Regions from separate parts of the Mus musculus genome. Here regions 1, 2, 3 and 5 are each linked to region 4. The links are chromatin contacts, called in public HiChIP or PLAC-seq and promoter capture Hi-C maps. All regions are on one chromosome and are shown on one strand. Each heading gives the region's core, a stretch centred on a gene start, on an enhancer-like site or on the middle of the called end of the contact. The rest is flanking DNA. Distances are from core to core; before and after follow the strand shown.

Region 1 (2,833 bases), core at 274-2,773, 520 kb after region 4:
GTACATCTGGGAGAAAGTCTAAGCTGGTCTACCGCCGTCTGCCACTGTTTCTTGCCATCACACCCACCCTGAGCTTCAGAACTCTGGCCTCGGGCCTCAGAAAGTGCTCCAGGCACAGCAGGAAGTGCTCCCCTGTATCCTTCCTCCACCCAGCGATAAAGTCAAGGTCTCCCCTGGAGACAGGGCTGCAGCCCCACCAGCTACAGTCACCCCACTACCACGATTGCCACCACAACCAAGGAACACTCGGCGTGTGCCCGCCCTACTCACAGGACGCAGAGTGCGAAGGCCCCCGCCACGCTCTCGCTATCTCGCACCAGGAAGCTGCCATCGCGGCCCGCCCGAGCCAGGAGCTCCTCCGCAGCAGCGCGGCTCAGGTCACGGTGATACCAGGCTGGGGCCGGGCTGCCTAGCGCACCCCCGGGACTCGGTGTCCCACACACTGAGGCCATGGCCCACGCAGGGCTCAGCGCCGCCGATGCCTGCCGCTCCGCGCCATCCGCCCGGGGAAGCTTGAAGTCGAGGTTGGGCCCGGGTCCCGGGACTAAGGATCCACCAGCCCGAGAGAACCCAGTATGTGGGTTCCACGCTTGGCCGCGCCAACCGCCTGGATCTCCGCGCAGCCGCCGCCGCCCGCAGCGCCGGCCTCAACTTGAAGAGAAAGAAAAGTTTGTTCAGAGGCGGCGGGGGAGGGGCGGGAACGGAGCTAGGAGCTGGCCGGTCCCCTCCCCCTCCACTCGGCCCAGAGCCCGGGCCGCCCCTGCCCCCAGCCTCTCTCGGCAAGGACGATGCTCCGACAGCCCTACAGGACCCGCAAGACCAGCACCTCCCAAGTCCCACAATTATTTTGTCCCCCCACCTCAAGAAGATCCAGTTCCCCGGTACCCGCTCCGGGACAACTTGTGAGTCCAAGTTCTCGCTGGTGAATTCAATCCTTCCAACGATTCGCAATGAGATGACCCCTAATCCCTATGCAAATCTGATTCTACTACACACATCTCTTCTACTCGGCACCCCCACAGCCTTGCGGGATCAAGGTTCGGAAAGCAAGGCTCCAGGATAGACATCCACAACTACTACAACATCCAAGAGAACAAGTTCTCGTAACTCCTATAAGGTCAGAGGCCCCTTCAGACCTGAACCCCCCAAAACGATTCCTGACACATCCCACAAGATCCCAAAGAGATCCGATACCCCACCCCACACATACGCGCGCGCTCGAGGTGCCTTTCACGCACCGGTCCCCGCAGGCCCTCCAGCCTGGCAAAACCCTTCCCCCATCTCCACCAAATTGCCTGGCACCACGCCCCACACCCGCAGGCCCAGGTTTTGCAGTCCCAGACCAGGAGGACCCCCTCGACTACCTAGAAAAAAAGTTCCCTCAAGTCTCAGAGCCTCAACTACCGAACGCAGGCCCCACCTCTAGGGCGACTCGGGTTGACTCCTAGCCCGGGGAAGCCTCCCTGGACTCCCCGCGGCCACTTAAGATGGCCATCCGCCGCCACCGCGCACCCCGCGCCTTCCGCCCCGCCCGCGCCCCGCCTCGTCCGCCCGCGTCCCGGTCTCCGCCGCACGCCCGCAGAGTGACCTCGGGACAGCCTTGGCTCTTCAGTGCGCCCGAGCTTCTCGCTTTCGATAACTGGGGTAACGTTACGAGGGCGGGCTCATTGGGGCTCTGCCTGTAAAGCTCAGGGCCTGGCATGCAGCGTGCGCTCCGGGACGGCGGCTATTTTTATTATTAATTAAGGAGTAACGAAGGTGACAGCTGTGTAAACTGTAAAGCGCGACTGGGGACTGAACGGGTATTATTAGCACCGCCCCCGCTCCGGCTACTCCCTCCAAATCAACAAACTTGCGCTTCCGTGGGCCAGGTGCGAGCAGGGAGCTCCTAAGACTCTGGCTGCTAAGACCTCCCATCCACCGACCCCTGGGGCGGAAAAGGGGACCCGGCGGGAGAAGACGGGGCGGAACCCAAACAGGGCTTTGGCCCGCCCTATTTCCCCCCTAAAAAAAGACCTGGATGGTGGTGGCGTCTCCAAGGATTTCTCTTCCTGCCCCGCCCCTCTGCCCCCTGGCTCCTTAAAGGCGCAGGCCTCTAGCCGCTTGCCTACAACCACCAACTCCTAGAGTCTGTCAGGAGCATCCCTTTAACCTGGGAGAGAACTTTCGCTCTGGTAAATTGAACCTGTTGACCGAGCCTGGGGTCAACCCTGAGGAGTTTCCCTCTGTTTAGAGGATAAGCCAATTTGCATTGGCTTAACCCATCTAGAACAAAGCCTGGGACGTGACGGGTCTGTAGGGACCTTCCAGAACAGATAAATACAAAAACAGAGATCCTCCACCCACCTACCTGTTTCTCCTGGTCCTGCCAGGGCTTAAATAAAGTAACATCCTCCAATCTGTACCCAGCTCCTCCCGCCGGGAATGGAGGACGCCCACCCCAGATCCCGGGGGTGTGCAGTGGGGTCTTACTTTCCTATGCCTGTATTCCCGACCCACAGGAGGCAGAAGCAAATGGAACTCTACCTAGTTGTAAGCCAGCTTCCTTGGTCTAGACTTCCAGCCCATCCAAGACTACATAAGAGATGTGGCCTCAAAGAAAGAAAGGAGAACGAGTTGGAGAAAAGCTGTCACGACCCTCCAAAATCAATATATTTACAGCTTCCTGAGAGGACGGCGATGCTAAAGACTGTGTCATTGGGGTGAGATGGCTTAACAGGTAAAGGCGCTTTTGCCAAGTTTGAAGACTTTGAGTTGAACCCCAGGGACCCATGTGGTGGAAGGAGAGAGCTCCTGCATGTTGTCCTCTGACTTCCACACCTGTGCCAAGTCA
Region 2 (2,812 bases), core at 273-2,772, 700 kb after region 4:
GGCAACTGTATCCTCTTGGGCTCCCATACTTGTTGCTTACTCAGTGGCACTTCTTTTTCTGGCCAAATCACATCCAGTGCTGGGTACTGCTTAGTTGGGACTGCTGGAGACCAGGAAGAGCATGGGTCTTTTGAGCTTCCAGTTAAGACAGTGGCAGTTGTCTGAGGTGCAGATGTGGCTCTGGCCAAAATGACATGGACATACAAAAGCAGGACCCACCAAGAACTGGGGCCTGAGGAACAAACAGTTACAGCTGTAAATAAAACTGAAGCTCAGCTTTCTAGCACCCATCTTAGTTGGGGACAAGCTGCTACCTGGGTAGGAACAGACCTCGACCCAGATACTCCTAGGTTCTCACCAGGAACCTGAGTGGGTGGAGACCGTTTAGCCCCCACCCCTCGGCTCTGCTGAATGTAGTGCAAAGGAGCCTTGAAATGGAGCCAGAACCAAAGTAGCTACATAGGCGCTTACAGCAATGGAAGAATTGGATGGAACTTCCTTGGGGTGGGGGGTGTTGGGTAGCAGAGTTAGCCACATAGCTCCATTCCTTTAAGAGCCACAAAGCCTAATGTCCCACCTGCTGTCCAGCAGTGTCTCATGGTCATGATGACTTGCAAGCAAGTCTGGTGTCTGTGACTTCCTCTGGAAAAAAATAAGTAAAAGTCAGCTAGCCCTACATCTGTGTTCTTTCCCTCAGGCAGTGTTACTGACACCCATTTGAGCTGGTAGTTTAGAGGGCAGACCTGTAGCCACCAGCTGGGCTATCCACACTTAAGGCACTGCTGGTGTTAATAGTAACAATTTTCTCTCATACCAGCTCCAAACAGCACTTATATAACTTATACCCCCTTAGGAAGGAGAGAAAGTACTAAAAGCCAGGGACTTACCTGGGAAGCAACAGTCCGTTTGCCAGCTTGCCAGCCTCCTTCTGGGAAGGGCAGGCAGCAGTCAGCTTCTAGGAAATCGAGCACCTATTTTCACTTTCACTTTCTTAGCTAGGAATCCCAATCGAAAGCAGGCTGTTCCGAATGGGCCCCTCTCCAAACTCACAGGAATCCTCTATCTACCTCACCCCTCTCTCTAAGGTTAGCGAAGGGGTGAGAAAGATGAGTCTCTCACAGGTCTGTACCTGTCTTGCCCCTTCCACCCTTCACAGCCAACTTTCCTTTCTCCAGAACAAACTCCAAGGAGGCAGTATTTATTAGTACTGGGAACCCCAAATTGAACCACTGACCTTTTTACATTCAGTGCCTCACTGGCCCATTAATATCGTAGTTTCTCTCAAGCTCCCCCACTCCCATCCCTCACCCCAAGGTCAGGTGTATCACTTAACACCAGCCTTCACACACAGCCACAGCCACTTGTACAGGTTCGTTTTCAGTAAATTTAGATCTTCCTACCTGGCTCCTAAGCCCCGAATAGCTTCTTGGAGCTCTAAGGCTCAGCCAGGATAGCTGCCTGGCCCCAAGAAAATCTCACCACAGGAAGGAGCAACTTCCCTGCCTGGCTCGTGTACAAAACTCCCAGCCAAGCGAGAGCTGACCCCAAATAGCCAGGAAGGCACTTCCGCAACACTGGCTCCAGTAGCTCAGAGACTGGTACTTGGAAAGAACAAAATTAGAATCAAACAAAACCCTGAAGCCATGCTCCCTGCATGTGCCAGAACCTCTTGGGGCAGAACGACCAATGCGCACACTTGGGGCAAAGTGCTGTGCTCTTAGGTCTGTGATTCTGTCACCAGAGGGTAGAACTGGTGACAAGTGGGATGGAGCAGGTTGGAAGGACCTGTGGGAATAGATTCATACCTGGTTCAGATGCAGGAGGCTAAAAGCTGTCTTCTATGTGGCACAGTCACATTTCTTTTGAGCAGTCCACCTACCCTCTACCACCTAGGTTGCTGAATTCAGGGCAAAACTCCCTCAGAATCCAGGATCTCTAGGAGTTAGGTCCAGAAGTTGTGCATCCACACACAGCCATTGGGGGATTTCTCATTCCACTGGGGTTTGGGTAGGGGTGCAGGACGAGGAACTGCACTGTACCTTACAAGACTAAAGGTAAAACATAGACGTAGCCTTCACCTTAGGGAGAGGGGAGGACAAATACCAAAGGAAGAGTAGCCTGTCTCTTGGCCTTCTGCTCAGCTCTCATTCCTCTGAGGATGGAGGGAAAAAGGAAGCCACAGCTGAGTAAGAGAACAGGCTGAGTTGTGGGGGTATCAGGGTACTAGTCTCAGACTGGGGGTGAAGGCCTCAGGGCCCCTGATGCCGTAGGACAGGAGACACACACACACACACACACACTCTCACAGAGGGAGGATGGGTGAGAAGGCAGGACCAATGGCTCCAGGTTCCGGCTCTCAGGTGGGATGCAAGAAGCCAAGATACCCCAGGGGGCCCGGGAAAGAGGTGGCAAAAAAAAAAAGGCAAATGCGTGTCCAGCTTTGCAGCCAGCTCATGGAGCTTTATTCAGATGTGATGACAAGATCCTGTTTGGTTCTTGTTGCCTTCAAATGGGCCAGGCCAAATTTCTCTAGACACCCAGTGCTGCTGACCCATGATGCCCTCCCCCTTTCTTCAGACTTCCAGGACTACAGTTAGGCCTGCTCAGAAGTCCCCTTTCAGAGCCCATCTTTATTCAGGCCTCATTCTGCCTATGCACTCACCATTCTTAACGTCAGGCCTGGGAAAAACCCACAAATGACCAAGCCTACCTAGGGACGTTTCCTGGGCTGGAATCCCCTCTTAGCTTCAAGGGCACACTGATGACTGGCAGAAAACAGAGATCCATTAGTCTGTCTGCTCTGTGCATACAC
Region 3 (3,098 bases), core at 443-2,942, 780 kb before region 4:
CTGTACAGATGATACACTTATGTAATTGACCCATAGGAACACCACCACCACCACCACCACACACACACACACACACACACCCCACATACCTATATTGGAAGTCAGTTGAAACTGAGGAAAGCAAACTGACTTTGGAGGAAATACAATGAAAGACTGACTATAAATCAAACCACAAAGCCAGGCTGTGGTGGCACATGCCTTTAATCCCAGCACTTGGTAGACAGTGGAAGGAAGATCTTGGAGACTGAGTTCAGCCTAGTCTATAGATCAAGTTCCAGGATAGCCAGGGCTACACAGAGAAATCCTGTTTCAAAAAAAAGTTTTAGAGGTGAAGTTCATTATATGTAGAGAAAGTTGCTAAAGTAATTTTATCTTGTTTACTGGTTATAAAGTAGAATTTTATCTTCTCTGATGACAGGTGAAAATCACCAGACATAGATATATGATAAATACACATATATGGTAAATACATATATAAGTACATATATGCTTGATGATCTATATGTATTTATCATAAATATGTGTGATGATCTTCACTTATCATAGTAAAGAACTAAGCTTCAAGGTTGGTCCCGGTGGCACACACTTGTCATTGCAACACTCGGAGAGCTAAGGCAGGAAAGCCACAAGCTTGAGGCCAGCCTGAACTACATATTCAAGGCTAGCTACTACACACAGTAGCTACTGCTACATAGTGAGACCCTATCCCCCCAAATACAAATAAAATACCCAAAACAAAACCAAAAATAGATACAAAACATAATAATGGTATGTGAAATGACAGATAATCAATAAAATGAGCTTTTCTCACAGAATTTAGGAAGGTTGATTGTGTGTGTGTGTGTGAGAGAGAGAGAGAGAGAGAGAGAGAGAGAGAGAATTCAATGGTCAGGAATGACACAGAATGCCATTCAGAGGTAAAAGAGGATTAGAGTTGTCTGGATATGGCTAGGTGCAATAACTCACTTTCCACCCTGAAGCCTAGAGAGATGGAAAGTTAAGAAAAGGGTCTCCAGGGAGCTTGTGTGCACTGTCAATGAAAGTGGGGAAGAGAAGGCAGGCAGAGTGAGGAAAGATCAATCCCTTGGCCCCTGCAAGATGGTTCCTGAGTAAAGTTGCCAGCCACCATACAACCTGAGTTCAAGACCAGGACCCACATGTTAGGACAGAATCAATTCTTGCTGTTCTCTGCTCTCCACACGTGTACCTCAACGCCACACATAAATACACAAATGTAAATAGAAAATGCCTCTTCCTTTCACTTCAGCAATTAGGGCATTCTAGATCCTAGTTATGGCATGGGACACACTGTGCATACATGTTTCTTTGTTTTACTTGGGAATGAAAAATGTCCCATTTGAAATTCCTTTTCTGGATCCTGTGCCCTTCAGCTTACTTGGCAACCCATGCGGTAACACTTCAGACATGGGTCCAGTCAGAGCTCTTGCTGATGAAAAGGCATAATGGCTACCCGCCTCCTCCGTCACTCTCAGGTGGCCTGGAGTCACCTGAGGGTGTGTACACAGTCTCTCAGAACGATCCAAGGTGCCTTCCCTAGGATCCGGTCTCCATTGGTCCGCTCCTTCCGCCCTTTCCCGGAAGAGGCGGGCTGAAGGCGGGCTCTACACGGAGAGTTCACCAATGGGAATTGCAGAGGGCTCTGTTCTTCCGCGTGTGTGCTCCCGCTGGGTCGGCTTCCTGCGGAGAGAACAGGGGGCGTCCTTATTGCCTACGAATCCCCGCGTCTGGGGCGGAACGCGCTCGCACGCTCTTCTGCACCTGCGGGTGAGCACTGCGCACGCATCCCTACACCGGATGCACAGTGGGGACGGCGGGAGTGCTCCTGAAACTGGGAGAGGTGCTTCAGGGGACTTGGATGCCTGTATTTCTCTCCTTCCTCTTCCTTGTCATGCCTTACTAGAAGGCCTTGCCAAGCTGTCAGGCATCTAGCCTGCCCTTATTTCTAAGCATGGGTTGAACTCATTTTATTCAAGGAGTACCGAGGACAACATGTATTGGACATATACTGCAGTGCTATTTACAAAGTCTACCTAGTGAATCTTAAAGCGATTTTATTTTGTGTGTGTGTGTGTGTGTGTGTGTGTGTGTGTATGATTTGTTGACGGCCCTACCTAATAATACAGGTCTCCAGGCAAAGACATTTACCCTTTTATTGTGCCTCCGTAGCGGTGAGGTTTATATAGAGAAGTGCTTAAATCGTCTTGTGACCTACCCCTTTTCCTCATGATAATAGTCTTAAACTCCTAACATGGGCTGCAAAGCTTTGCTGATCAATCATTTACTTATTTCTGCCAATTTTCATTTCCTGCTCTTCTGGTTTCTCCAGTTACTGAAGTGTTTTACGAGGCTGAGAATCAAATTCAATTTACTTTTCCACGTTGGACATTTGTACTACTACCAAACTACATTTTCAGCCCAGTCATCGAACTTGTGATTCCTCTCATGTGTCTACCTCTAGCCAGAAATAGTTTTCCCATGTTTGGCTAACTCATTCATCCTTGAGTTTCATCCTGGAAGTCAGGTTCTCTAGAAAGTCTTGACAGATTAGACCTGCCTCGTTTTCCCAGCTGTCTGTACATACTGTTGTAAACTTCCAGTTTACTTGCCTAGATTGTAAACTCCATGAGGGCAGGAATTGTCTCTAGCTTGGTCTTGTTTGTATACTCTTTTTTTTTTTTTTAAAGATTTATTTATTTATTATATGTAAAGTACACTGTAGCTGTCTTCAGACGTACCAGAAGAGGGCATCGGATCTCATTACGGGTGGTTGTGAGCCACCATGTGGTTGCTGGGATTTGAACTTCCGATCTTCGGAAGAGCAGTCGGGTGCTCTTACCCACTGAGCCATCTCACCAGCCCTTGTATACTCTTAATATAGTAGCCAACACACAACACAGTAACCACCTATTAATGAATAAGACAGAAAAGAGGCATTTAGCGCCTTTATACCCCGTCGTAACAAACTTTTTGCAAAGGTTGAAGTTATCTCTATTGAAGCCTTTCCTGAGTTCTCTCTTGCTGCATTCTGTAGGGTTCTCTCTTGCTGCATTCTGTAGGGTTCTGAAACAGATGATCTT
Region 4 (2,751 bases), core at 236-2,735:
GGCCTCAAACTCAGAAATCCACCTGCCTCTGCCTCCCATGTGCTGGGATTAAAGGTGTGTGCCACCACTGCCCGGCAGCCTTTAAAAACATTTTGGGGTGGGGGGGCAAAGTCTTACTTTGTTGCCTGTGCTGGTTTTGAACGGAATATGCAGCCCAGGGAAAGCCTTAAACTTTGGGTCTTCCTCCCCAGTCTCCTGAGTAGCTGGGATTATAGGTCTGTGCTACCACATCCAGTTTCCTGCTTATTTTAAAAGTGGGCATGATTTACAAAGATCTCAGAGCCCTGAGCACTTCAGGGAAAAAAAAAAAAAAGCACATCTATTTGTGAACCTACAGTGCTGAGTCTGCGGTTTTCTTTTAACACCTGTAAGAAAAGAAATCTACATGGTGGAGATAAGAGGTGACTTCTGAGGGACCAGGGGGAGAATGCAGAGGGCACAGAAGGAGCCTGGGTGGCAGAGGCTTGGTACTCTGGCACTGGTGGGAATAGCCATTAGCAGACTCTGGTACTACTAGGTCAGTGGTAGTCACTTATTGCTCCTAATATCCAGAGGAGCACACCAAAGGCTTTCCCTGCTCGTCTCTGGCCCAGACAGTGACAAGACTGCCATGCTCATACTGGCCTGGCCCTAGCTTTCACTGGGTAGATGGGACAGGGCTCCCAGAATGGAAGAGTAGGCAGAAGAGTTAGTGGACAGAATTTACATCAGGCTACAGAGTAGAGCTCTGGTCCACTCTATTCTACAGAGGGGTGGAGGGGGCCTGTGCTCCAGTGTTCTGCAGCCCTGTGCTTTTGAGAACTGGTCTTCGCCTAGGGGAGGTGTGGGTAAATGGCTGAGAGCTAAAGAGGGGTGGGTTTGGAAGCTGCCAAATAGGGATGTAAGAGGTTGCTGGCTCAGGACCTCTCTCTGGCCAGAGTGAGGCTGAAGTGGAAATTTTGCCAAATTCTGGCCAGCCTTTGAACCTTGAGCCTTTAAAGTCGGATCAACTTCCGGCTGGGTTTGCACACCCTACTGGAAAATTGAGTTGGGTGTGTGGAGGAGGCTTGTTATGCTCTTGGTTCTTGGGGCTTGCAGGCTGTCGCCATTTCTAATTTAGTTACTGAGGGGCTGTCATCCCTATTCCTGCTAGTTAGTCTTTCAATTGTCATGAGGGTGTGTGCCCACCCTTGAATCTCTGAAGTGTTGTGTGTGTGAATAAGCTGTTGCAGAAGCGTGTACCTGCAAGGGTGGGAGCGAAGAGTAGAGAAGAGGCTCTCAGTTAACTTCCAGAATCTCTCTTGGCACCTCAACCTTACTCTGAGAGCCCAGGCTACTTTGTTACTTCGCTATGTGGTTCCTGCTCACAGGTCCCCGGTCCTCTGATAGTCTACATCTCTCCCCGGACTTTGCCCCTTCCCCGGGGCTTACGGGGGCGGGCGCTAGGACCCGGCGGGGCGGGGCGGGGCGGGGCTCGGTGCTCCCGCAGTTCTTACCTCCGCAGCCTGGAAAATACCGAGCGAGGCGAGCGGAGCCCGGGAGCCCCGAGCCTAGCGGGAGGGAGGAGGGCGGAGGGGGCGCGCGGGGCGGGGGGCGCGGAGCGGGGCGGGGCCGGCGGCGGGACCCACTGCTCCTCCCCCCAGGGTCCCCGCGCGGCCCCCGGTCGCCCGGGCAGCGGAGGCAGCGGCGGCGGCGGAAGAGCTCGCACACCGGCCCCGGCGGGCCCCGGCAGAGAAGCCCGCACAGGTGAGACTCCGCCACCACACCCGCCCCCACCACGGCCCCGCGCGGCTTGCTGCTGAGTTAGTTGTGCGAGTCCGGCCAGCACCGCGCGAGGACTCCGTGCCAGACCCGCACTTGCGATCCCCCAGAGTCCCGCCCGGCTCTCGCGGGCTCCTGCACCCGCTACGCAGCAATCCTACTGCCGCTCCAGGGAAGTATGAGGTCGCTCCTTGTGGGAGGGTGGCCCAAGTGACTGTCCTGTGCCGGTGCACAACCGCCTGGGGCCAGTACCTGCCCTTTTCAAGCTGTCCGCTGGTCCGGGACCCCGGCTAGCCCCACCCGCGCCCCCAGCGCACTGACTCTGGTCCCCAAACCGGTCTTGCAGGTCCCAGGAAGGTGGCGTCAGCATCTGCAGCCGCGTCGACGTTGTCTGAGCCTCCGCGGAGGACCCAGGAGAGTCGGACTAGGACCAGGGCCCCGGGCCTCCCCACGCTCCCTATGGAAAAGCCAGCTGCCTCAACAGAACCCCAAGGGTCTCGGCCCGCCTTGGGCCGTGAAAGTGTCCAGGTGCCCGATGACCAGGACTTCCGCAGTTTCCGGTCAGAGTGTGAGGCCGAGGTGGGCTGGAACCTGACCTACAGCAAGGCCGGCGTGTCTGTGTGGGTGCAGGCTGTGGAGATGGATCGAACTCTGCACAAGATCAAGGTAGGATTGCCCTGTGGTACCTGCAGCCTCCACTCCTCCCGAACTGTCTCTCACAGGAATCTCCTCGCCCATACTCAGACCAGGGACCCATAGAGGGGTGCATGTGAGCTCAGAGTCTCCTAATATAAACCAGAGGACACACATGGGCCATATGACCCGGGTTCTAACCTAGGCATGCCTGTGTGTTTGGGAGATGGGTGATGGCCAGGTACACTTAGGGGAATAGTGTCTCTCAAAGGTCTGTCTTTCAGAGTAGCTTCTGCTTGGACCCTTAGTTTGACCCACTAGGTAGGTGAACGGCCCACTTCCTCCTTCACCCGGGGTTCTCTAGCCCGCGATGGGTCT
Region 5 (3,116 bases), core at 472-2,971, 610 kb before region 4:
AAAGAGCTTACCAAGAAAGAGGGGCAAGAGAGAGGAGGCCAAGAGAGCCCAAATATTAGGGTTATAGGATAATGAGAAGCCGGGGGGGGGGGGGGAAGCCCATGAACTGAAGAAATTTAGGGTCATGTTAGAGCCAAGGAGTCTGTAACAGGTTCTTATGAAACTGAGGGATCACTAAGCGGTGCATGGAGGTCAGAATGCTCTTTGGTATGCTAATAGCCAGGCACCACAGGTCACTATTTGTCCTGAATTTCTTTTGGACCTGACACTTATCTTCCCTAAGATAAAACTGTAAATTACAGTAAACCCTTCCTTCCTTCCTTCCTTCCTTCCTTCCTTCCTTCCTTAAATTGCTCTTATCAAGTATTTTGTCTCAGCAACCAGAGAAGTAACTAATACAGTACACAACTACCATTATTTTAATAGTGGGATTTACAGAAAGGTAGACACACAGTCCTGAAACACTGTTTAGGTAAACAAGACCCAAGGAAAGTTTGTAGGTGGGAAATCAAGAGGTTGTTGTATTTGGAATATCTATAGCTGTATCTGTGTGTGTGCGTGCAAGCATGTGTGTGTGTGTGTGTGTGTGTGTGTGTGTGTGTATGCATATGAAATAACCTTTTATGTTTAAAAAACGGTGTGTGCTTCCTTAAACAATTCAGACAGTATAAAAGATAAGAGGAACCTGAAACCTAACAATTCTTTCTTTAAGATAATCACTGATAACATTTTGGAGAATCTCTTCACTGAAATCTTTACGCTTTTATATCCTCGAACTTCAAATAAATCGAACCTGTCTAATCTTGCTGTTTTTGCTATCAATTTGCCCCTCTGACAAGAAATTGTGAAAAGCCTTTCATGTCTAAAGATATTTACCATCATTTTAAATGGCTGCTTAGCATTACGTTGAATACATACATCACTATTTATTAAATCAGCCCTCTATTGATGAATATCTACATCCTTCTCAACTCATATTCAACAACCTCCTATAATAACCGTGGGCATTGTTTTCCAAAAATTTTTGATAATCTTTTTAGATTAAATACTTATAAGTAATGTAAATGTAAACAAATGTGCTTTTTACATGAGGATTTAAGTTGCAGACTTGTCCTCTGATTTTCAGGGATGCCAGGGAAGCTGATGCAGCATTAGTTCTGGCGAGACAGTGACAACGGAGATGGCGAGGAGAGTACAGAATTACAGGTGATGTAGCCAATCTAGGCCCAAGCTCAGTGGGTTGGAATAGTCCTTCCCCTTTTTCTCTCTTTCACTTCTTTTTTTCTTAACATGGAGGAAGGACTGAGAACTGCATGTCCCAGCATTTCGCAAGGACCACACTCCTGGGAACTGTAGTACCGGGTCTGAGAGGGGTCCGGAAGGAGAGAATGGGAAACTGTGTGCGGCATGCTGGGAGGTGTAGTCCCTTGGGCGGAAAAGAGTGCATGTGTAGGTTGTTTTGCTTCATGGAGATGAGGCTGCGGAAATATCCAACTTCCCTCCCAAGAGGCCTTTGAGTTTACAAAAGCCCGTGGGAGTCCATTGTCTGTGACCCAAGAGGGTGCGGTCCAGGACCGGAGCAGGGTTGGGAGAACCAGGCCGCGCAGGGCCGTGGCAGAGCATGCCGGGAGTTGTAGTTCAAGAGCTCGGAGGCTGTGGGACGTGTCGGGACAGCGCGCCGACTCCTCCTCCCCCGCCCTTCTCAGCGGTCCCCCGCCCCCTCCCTCCGCCTCCTCCTCTCTTGCCTGCAGCCGAGCGTCCCCTTCCCCCACTGTCGGGTTTCTCCGCGGCTACTGCAGAGGATTCAGATCTGAGTAGCTGAGGAGAAGGAGGAGGAGGCTCCCGTCCCTGCGCGCCATCCACCACCCTACTGGACACGGACGAGGGAACGAGAGCGTCGCCGCTGTAGCCTCCAGAGAAGACAAGGGCATCGCCGCTTCAGTTGCGGCCGCCGCGGTTTTCGTCTGCAGCAGCTCGCCGGTGAGGAGACCCCCCCTCCGCCCCCCGGCCCGCTCCCGTGGAGCCAGGGCTGGTGGCGCCGGGGAGAACGAGGGTGGGGGCTGTAGGGCCCCCGCGCCGGCTTGGGGGAGGGGACCGAGGTGGCGATGGAACGGCGGGCTGGTGGGGGAGACTTGTCCGTACGCGGGCTGGGAGTGGGGTGAGGGTGGGACAGCAGCAGGTCAGGGAGGGTAGCGGAGGGGGGTGAGGGGGTAGGACTTTACATGGAGGGATAACCAGACCAGGGATAGGAGCATGGGGTGTGTAGGGTATTGAGGTGGAATTTGGGATTGTCTTGGGGCGAGGTGGAAGGTGAGATTGGAGTGGGATGTCTTTTAATGGGGGATGGGACTGAATGAAGGTGATGATTTGGGGTTGGCCTGAAGCAGTTGACAGCTTGTGATCAGAGCGGGGTGGGGGCTAAGGAGATGATTTCAATGCCAGTGGGATATAAACGTTGGATGGGACTCTAGGGAGTGCTAATTTTGGAAGGTGGGACTTGGGGTGGACCTGGGGAAGGAAGATGGAGATGGTAGGAGCTGGGGGTGAGGGCTTTGGCATGGGTTGAGACCCCAGCTTGAAATGGGCTGTTGTCTTCTGGGGATGATGGAATTTGTGAATACTTACGGAAATAGGGCTTGGAGAGAACAGAAGAGGTAGGAATTGTTTGGGGTTTTCTTGAGGTAGGCTGCTGCTGGAGGTTTGAATTTGGACTGGTAGTGATGAGACCTCCAACTACAGGAGATGGATGGATGAGGTAAGCTGACAGGAGGGAGTGAATTGTAAGTTGGGCCCCAAATAGGAAGACAGGGATTGAAATTGGGGATGAGGGCTCAGTGGAAAAGGATTTAGGATGAGTTTAGAGTCTCTGGAAGGAACAAGGTGGCTCCCCTGAGCGGAAGTTGGAGGTAGAGGATATGTCAGACTACTCAGCTGGACTCAACTAAAATAATTCTGGCAGGTGTCGAGCAAGGTTAGTGGATGGTATCATAAAGAAAATGTCTCTCTGCCAGTTTTGCAGAAGAAATGTCTGTGATAAGCTGGTTACCTGTGGTGAGGTGGCAGCGGGGATGGAGTGGGTCAGTTTATTTAGGAAAGGAAGGATTAAGATGTCCTCC

What was found. Promoter capture Hi-C pulls out the DNA fragments that hold promoters and counts their contacts. HiChIP or PLAC-seq counts read pairs in DNA pulled down with a chosen protein or histone mark.
Region 1: a FOXA1 HiChIP or PLAC-seq map of pancreatic cancer cells shows a contact between it and region 4. The contact joins the promoter of Inppl1 here to the promoter of Stard10 in region 4. A contact is called at or near these places in 1 of 484 Hi-C or Micro-C datasets (embryonic stem cells), 1 of 115 datasets of contacts at active chromatin or transcription factors (pancreatic cancer cells) and 1 of 9 other capture datasets (pancreatic islet).
Region 2: a promoter capture Hi-C map of neutrophils shows a contact between it and region 4, with 2.4 times the contacts expected there. The contact joins the promoter of Il18bp here to the promoter of Stard10 in region 4. A contact is called at or near these places in 2 of 39 promoter capture datasets (hippocampal neurons and neutrophils) and 1 of 115 datasets of contacts at active chromatin or transcription factors (microglia).
Region 3: a contact with region 4 is called in a FOXA1 HiChIP or PLAC-seq map of pancreatic cancer cells. The contact joins the promoter of Coa4 here to the promoter of Stard10 in region 4. A contact is called at or near these places in 4 of 39 promoter capture datasets (cranial neural crest, hematopoietic stem and progenitor cells, liver and 1 more), 1 of 484 Hi-C or Micro-C datasets (the G1E-ER4 cell line), 1 of 115 datasets of contacts at active chromatin or transcription factors (pancreatic cancer cells) and 1 of 9 other capture datasets (pancreatic islet).
Region 5: a contact with region 4 is called in an H3K27ac HiChIP or PLAC-seq map of extraembryonic endoderm stem cells, with 3 times the contacts expected there. The contact joins the promoter of Fam168a here to the promoter of Stard10 in region 4. A contact is called at or near these places in 15 of 39 promoter capture datasets (the 3T3-L1 cell line, 3T3-L1-derived adipocytes, cranial neural crest and 10 more) and 2 of 115 datasets of contacts at active chromatin or transcription factors (extraembryonic endoderm stem cells and pancreatic cancer cells).

The regions. Positions count from the first base shown.
Region 1 is chr7:101,836,301-101,839,133 of GRCm38.p6, forward strand. It overlaps Inppl1 (inositol polyphosphate phosphatase-like 1), which reads right to left and starts at 1,524. Exons shown (of 29, transcript NM_001122739.1): 1 at 1,421-1,524; 2 at 271-651. The coding sequence starts at 452. Gm10602 (a long non-coding RNA gene) reads left to right here. Exons shown (of 2, transcript XR_003946663.1): 1 at 1-1,117; 2 at 2,502-2,833.
Region 2 is chr7:102,016,710-102,019,521 of GRCm38.p6, forward strand. It overlaps Il18bp (interleukin 18 binding protein), which reads right to left and starts at 1,523. Exons shown (of 7, transcript NM_010531.2): 1 at 1,401-1,523; 2 at 888-955; 3 at 578-642; 4 at 41-232. The coding sequence starts at 605. Rnf121 (ring finger protein 121) reads right to left here. Exons shown (of 9, transcript NM_029211.3): 9 at 2,428-2,812.
Region 3 is chr7:100,535,408-100,538,505 of GRCm38.p6, forward strand. It overlaps Coa4 (cytochrome c oxidase assembly factor 4), which reads left to right and starts at 1,693. Exons shown (of 2, transcript NM_183270.2): 1 at 1,693-1,785. Gm39058 (a long non-coding RNA gene) reads right to left here and starts at 1,712. Exons shown (of 2, transcript XR_869836.2): 1 at 1,397-1,712; 2 at 184-304.
Region 4 is chr7:101,319,628-101,322,378 of GRCm38.p6, forward strand. Stard10 (START domain containing 10) reads left to right here and starts at 1,486. Exons shown (of 7, transcript NM_019990.5): 1 at 1,486-1,725; 2 at 2,087-2,406. The coding sequence starts at 2,200.
Region 5 is chr7:100,704,914-100,708,029 of GRCm38.p6, forward strand. It overlaps Fam168a (family with sequence similarity 168, member A), which reads left to right and starts at 1,722. Exons shown (of 9, transcript NM_001362169.1): 1 at 1,722-1,980.